Regions from separate parts of the Zea mays genome. Here region 1 is linked to region 2. A link is a contact called in public Hi-C data. All regions are on one chromosome and are shown on one strand. Each heading gives the region's core, a stretch centred on a gene start, on an enhancer-like site or on the middle of the called end of the contact. The rest is flanking DNA. Distances are from core to core; before and after follow the strand shown. Region 1 overlaps LOC109942018 (a long non-coding RNA gene). Region 2 holds the start of LOC100304080 (solute carrier family 2, facilitated glucose transporter member 8).

The links. Hi-C and Micro-C count contacts between places; a contact is called where the count stands out from the background.
Region 1: a Hi-C map of leaf shows a contact between it and region 2, with 5 times the contacts expected there. The contact joins the enhancer-like site here to the promoter of LOC100304080 in region 2. A contact is called at or near these places in 6 of 25 Hi-C or Micro-C datasets (bundle sheath, ear, leaf and 1 more).

Annotation. Positions count from the first base shown.
Region 1 is chr8:73,093,263-73,096,428 of Zm-B73-REFERENCE-NAM-5.0, reverse strand. It overlaps LOC109942018 (a long non-coding RNA gene), which reads right to left. Exons shown (of 2, transcript XR_002264646.2): 2 at 2,461-3,166. Among protein-coding and RNA genes, the nearest start is that of LOC109942018, 3.7 kb to the right of the region's middle. Within about 2 kb of position 1,263, at least 16 of the 20 cell types and tissues checked have an H3K27ac peak or open chromatin away from gene starts, as enhancers often do. A contact at or near this core is called in bundle sheath, ear, leaf and 1 more, where this site is marked.
Region 2 is chr8:72,942,193-72,945,114 of Zm-B73-REFERENCE-NAM-5.0, reverse strand. It overlaps LOC100304080 (solute carrier family 2, facilitated glucose transporter member 8), which reads right to left and starts at 1,565. Exons shown (of 17, transcript NM_001165581.3): 1 at 1,062-1,565; 2 at 859-948; 3 at 86-145. The coding sequence starts at 1,346.

The sequences.
Region 1 (3,166 bases), core at 14-2,513, 150 kb before region 2:
ACGATGCCAGCCGCCTCCGAAAATAGAAATGTAATTAGTGGGAAGGAGCCACATCCGAGAGACGAATGCGGCGAGGTGTGGAAGGGTACGTGAACCCACTAGGACATTCAGACAACTAGAATCCACGACCGTCGGATGCAAATTCGGATGATGGATAATGCTGGTTAAGGGTATTTAATTGTTAATGCTGGTTAGTGGTGGGATTTTTTTTAAGGGTGAGTAATTTGCTGACTCTGTCATAAACAGTAAAATAAGTACCAGTAGTCTATATCTCTACTATATTAAATACCAATTTCGACGATCCTCCTGCTACGTCATATTTCAAATTAATCCGCACTCCGGCGCACGTCCGCTCGACGTTCCAAACGACACCTCCGCAAGGATGGATCAATTTTCCTCGCCTCCTCCTACCTCTTTCTCTCACCTCCTGTCTTTGCCTCCACGCCGCACCGCACACAAGATTGCCTTCTGACTCCGAACCGCGCCGCCACATCCACCTCTACTAGGTCTCCCCCGAAGCCACACACCCACACCATACCCGCACCAGCCATCCTCGCGATTTCTCCGTCTCCCATCGTCAGTCGCCACCGCACCCTCCTCCCACCGGATTCAGAGGCGATTCATGGGAGTGGTGCGCAGGTTGCTACTGCGGCATCAATGGAGGCTGACTGCCATGGAGGATCTGAGCATCGAGGCGAAGGAGGCCGCGGTACGCATGCCCCATCCTCCGCGAGGCGGCCTCCCTCCGAGCACCCACCGGCGTCATCTTCCTCAAGGCCCGCTCGGTCGTTCCTGTCCGTTCCTCCTCTTCTTGTGCGGTTGTTATTGATCGAAGTAATACTCATATAATAACCAGCCAGTGGTAAGAGAAGCGAGCACCGTGCCAAAGCAAACAATGGGTGCAGGACAATTGCTAATGCTGCCAAGCGAAGCGACATCCGTTTGGTTAGTGGCTGCATTTTTTTTTTTGGAAGGGTGAGTAATTAGCTGACTCTGTCAGAAGCAGTAAAATCAGTATTAGTACCAGTTGAAAAGGACAGTGGGCGCCATCTACTAGGTCTCTGTTTGGATGTCGATATTGAGAGCCGTGGAATTGAAATGGGAGCAATATCAATACTGAGTGCCTGAGTGGTAATTGAAATGGCTTCGGATTCAATATCATTGTTCTGACGGCACGAGAAATGGCCTCAGATACAATACCAATCAATACGCAGCAGGACAACTCGGAATTGGTACTTGGGTGTTTTAGCTGGGCCGAATACCATTGGGAAACTGGCTACATTTTCGACCTTCAATTCTAGGGACACCCAAACGCTGGAATTTGGGCCAGCCATTTCCAATTCCGAATTCTAGGCTTCAGTGTCTACAACTAAACGAGCTATAGGTGTTTGTGTGTACGACTGTACGTTACGTTGCTCATAAAAGACAATACTCCTGCCTTCAACCGTTCCAAATTACTTATAAATTATTTTGTTTGACTTTTATCATATTTATAACTATGTCTGGATAAATAACATAAGCTATATATCTATAAAAGTTAAAACAACTTAATTATATAACACAAACCGAACCAATATCTCTGCTATATTAAAGCATCAGTTTCGTCCCGCGTCATCCCTTTTTACAGAAACTTCATTTCACTTTTTTAGAAATCAACCTGCACGCCGTAGAGAAAGGGGCTAGAATTTAGGCCATGTTCGTTTGCACAGGAATACACCAGAAATTATTCCAGCTAATCAAAACTTATATAAATTAGAGAAATAATTTGGATAGGAATTGCTCCGGGGGCTCCGTTGCGTAGTAACCGTACGGCCCCTTAGTCGTCGTGATCCGATCCAGCTACAAATAGTCGTCTTCGTCACGTCATCAAAATAAACACAAAAAAAAACCTGCACCTCTGATGCAGATCACCGCTTGGATTCGCCGAGTTCGTAGAGGTGGTCCTGATCCGCGTCCCGCCGGATGACCCTGCTCCTGTCTCGTCCTCTCCATAGATCCACCCCATCCATTGCCATCGCCTCTTTCTTTTTCCCTCTCTTCTTCTTCCACCCCGGTCCTTCGCTTCTGTATCGCGAGCATGAGTGCATGACAGAGTAGGAGGGCGGTGACGACAAGGGGATGTCGGCGGCGTGGGGCGGCACCACGCAGAAGTGTGTGTCGTGCGGTCGGACGGTGGCGAGGGCCACGGTAGCGCGGTGGACTGGTGGACGTTCGACATCTTCCTGCAAGAGCAGATGTCGTTCAAGGGGCAGAGACGAACAACGCCATGCTGTTGTTCAATGTCGTCGGCCAACAGCTCAAGTTCGCAGACTGCCCCGGAGCCGGGATGAGCAACACGAGCAGGGACCTAAACCTGATCGAAGGCCTGCTGGAAGGAGCCAGTAGCGAGGGCCACGACAGCGCGGTGAACTGGTGTTTGTTCGACAACTTCTGAACAAGCTCATGTACGACAAGACAATGTTCAAGGGACAGACAAACCGTGCCATGGTGTTTAACGTCGTCGGCCAGCAGCTCAAGATCCCGGAGACTATCCCAGGACGAGCAACGCAAGCAGGAATCTGATCAAAGGTCTGTTGGGCGTGATTACGTGAAGAGGGGCAGCAGCCGTTCTTCGAGGGCATCAACTGGGCGCTTATCCGGTGTAGCACTCCTCCCTCGGCAAGCCCAGGCCCATCGAGCCCGAGGCGGTGGCACTCCCTGCGCCAACAAAGCCTGTGGAGATCAACAACAGCAGCAAGAGAATGTCAGGAGCTGGTGTGGGTCCAGTGGGGGAAGTTCCTAGACTTCGAAACAATTATAGATTCGGATTGGATATTTTTTTTGACAATGGAAACATGAGTTTCGGCTTTAGTATGGTAATGCGTGCAGTCAACATAATTGTGACAGCCCTCCCAAGTTATCAGACCCACATGCACCAATCCTTGCCTTAATGGCCTCAGATAGCTGTGCACATGTACCAGGTAACTTAACAAGGCTATCGAGTTCGCCAACTGGAACTCATCATCCCAAGGATCTCCCACATAATAGGTATATTATAGTAATTACATTTGATACAAACACATTAGAGATAGAGCGGAAGACTTTTACAAAGTACACTTTACATTCGAGAACTCAAGTTTTACATGGTAGAAAGAAATGTATTTATTACAAGTCCTGATAGTACTCG
Region 2 (2,922 bases), core at 316-2,815:
TGACGGCCATCAAAGCCGATGCTGTCATCTGTGAAGACAACGAGTGGAGATAAACCGACACACGTAGTAGCGACTAGCGACATACCCTTGCCAGGGAGATCGCGAGCCAGCCCATGACGTTCGGAACCGCCGCAATCATCAGTGACTGCGAAAGAGTTACCAAGCAGAGCTAGCAGTTAGTGTAGAAGAGAGCTAGCACCGAAGCTTCAGCACGAAACGTCTCTTCTTCCATCGATGGAAGCGTCTGCAGTGAAACCAGCTCTGTCTTGCCTGGTCGTTATCGTTAAGGCGTGTGCGAAATGTTACTGACGGTGGGATAGACGTCCGATGAAAAGCTCAGTCTAACTGATTGAGTTTTCTTGTCACCGCGGATAGGGAGACCTTGGAATCGTTTTCTTTTATTATGACTGGCTAAAAAAGCGCGTAGTCCATCCCTTGACGTGCGCGTTTCCTTTACGCAACCAAAAGTTCTTACTCTACTCTAGTGTTTTTTTGACTTTGGTATAAACTCTGATTAAATTTTAAGTATGTGGCCAGCAGTGCTGTCAATCCTCTGCACAGAGTCATCAGAAACACACCCAAAAAAAAAAGGTACGGGCATCATAGACCACCAAACAACAAACAGTGTGTGCGGGTAGGGAGTAGCGGGGTAAGATTATGCGCTTAACCTGCGCATTACGCAACCAAACAGCACCTCAGTCTTAGTCTAATCTACTGTTAACTCTCTCTCTCTCTCTCTCTCTCTCTCTCTCTCTCTCTCTCTCTCTCTCTCTCTCTCTCTCTCTGCACGGCGAGGAAACAAGGTCGTAGAAAATGAAAAAAAAAAAGAAGAAGCAGAGCTGTGGTTTCGGTTCTCACCCCTCTGCGGCCAACGTACTTGGCCATCTGGCCGCTGGCGATCGCCCCGACCATGGCGCCCACGTTGGACAGCGAGCCGAACACCGAGAACTGCGGGGGGCGACGGAGCTCCGTCAGTTGTTTGCTCGTTCGGTTTTGAGGCCGATCGTGAAGCCAGGCACGGCGCAGAGGCTGCAGCCAGGAGGTACAGTACAGGTAGGTACCTCGGAGATGGAGAGGTCGAGGTCCCGCGTGACGCCGTCCTGCGCCGGCGACGAGTACCCGCTGGTGAAGCCGAACTGGACGGTGCCGAGCGCGACGACGAGCGTGCAGAGTAGCGCGGGCACGTGGTGCGGCGGCCGCAGCGCTGCGGCCTTGGACGAGGTGCCGGCAGCGGCGGCGCCGAGGCGCGCCGTGCTCGTACCTTTCCGGAACCAGCCCCCGCTCCTGGGCGCCTTCGGCAAGAGCGGCTTCTGCAGCGCGCCGCCGTGGTCGCCGTCGCTCGCCATGCGCGCCGCGCTCGCTCGCTCGCACGCCGGACCCGCCACCACGAGCACGACGATCGTCGATCACCAGGCAGGCCTTCCGCGTACGAGGCTGGGTTTGTTTCCTCTCCTGTTCCCCTTGCGTGGGGATCGGCGGTGGGTGGGTCTGGCTGGCTGGCCGGTCGGCTGGGAGGAGGAAACGAAGAGGCCGGCCGAGAGAGGCCGAGGCGAATGTCAGAGCGCAGAACCGCCGCTTGGCCGCTTGGCTAGTTTTTAAGTACAACCCTCACCTCACGGTACTTTAAATATAAAATATAACTAAAACATAATATAATCTCTACTACTCTATAAGACTTTAGTGTAGACCGCGTGCACCATGGTTATGCCTCTCCCATCCATTCAGTCTCCGACGAGTGGGCCGCATGTTGGCGGTCGGCGTTTCAACCCCCGGGGTCCCTGGACCGACGAGTAAATTGTCGCTGCGTGTCTCAGCCCAGATGGGTCGGCGCGAGACGAGACACAAAGGGGGAGAATAGTAAGGGGAAACCTGCGGCCTTCGTGTTGTCCTGCGCCCAGGGCGGATGGATGCGCTTGCAGTAGGGGTTACAAGCGTTCGCGTGGGAGAGAGAGAGCCTTATGCGTCGGCCCGTTCTCCCGCGCGGCCAACCTTCTCGTACAAGAGCCCTGGACCTTCCTTTTATAGGCGTAAGGAGAGGGTCCAGGTGTACAATGGGGGTGTAGCAGTGTGCTAACGTGTCTAGCAGAGAGGAGCTAGAGCCCTAAGTACATGCCGTCGTGGCAGTCGGAGAGGTTTTGGCACCCTGTTCATGTGATGTCGTGGCCGTCGGAGGAGCGCTTGGGCCCTGTGGAAGGACAGCTGTCGGGACTATCGAATCCTTGTTGACGTCTCCTTGCTTTCGTAAGGGGCTGAGAGCCGCCGTCGTCATGGAGCACGCGGGGCACCATCATTATTTGTTTACCCGGGCGAGCCAGATGGGACGCCGGTCTTGTTCCCCGTAGCCTGAGCTAGCTAGGGGTAGGGTAATGATGGCCCCCCTATGACGTGGTCGGTCCGAGCCCTAGGTCGGGCGAGGCGGAGGCTCCTCCGAGGTCGAGGTCGAGTCCGAGCTCTGGGGTCGGGCGAGGCGGAGTCCATCGTCTTCCGGAGCCGAGGCTGAGTCCGAGCCCTGGGGTCGGGCGAGGCGGAGTTCTCCGTCTTCTAAGTCGTGGTTGAGTCCGAGCCCTGGGGTCGGGCGAGGCGAAGTACATCTTCCGAGGCCGAGGCTGTGTCCGAGCCCTGGGGTCGGGCGAGGCGGAGTCCGTCGTCCAGCGTCGAGGTTGAGCCCTGGGGTCGGGCGAGGCGGAGCTTCCTATGGCGCCCGAGGCTGGACTTAGCTGTTGTCAGCCTCACTCTGTCGAGTGGCACAGCAGTCGGAGCGACGCAGGCGGCGCTGTTTTCTTGTCAGGTCGGTCAGTGGAGCGGCGAAGTGACTGCGGTCACTTCGTCTCTGTCGACTGAAGAGCGCGCGTCAGGATAAGGTGTCAGGCGATCCTCGCATTAAATGCTCTTGCAATACGGTCGGTTGGCGTGGCGATCTGG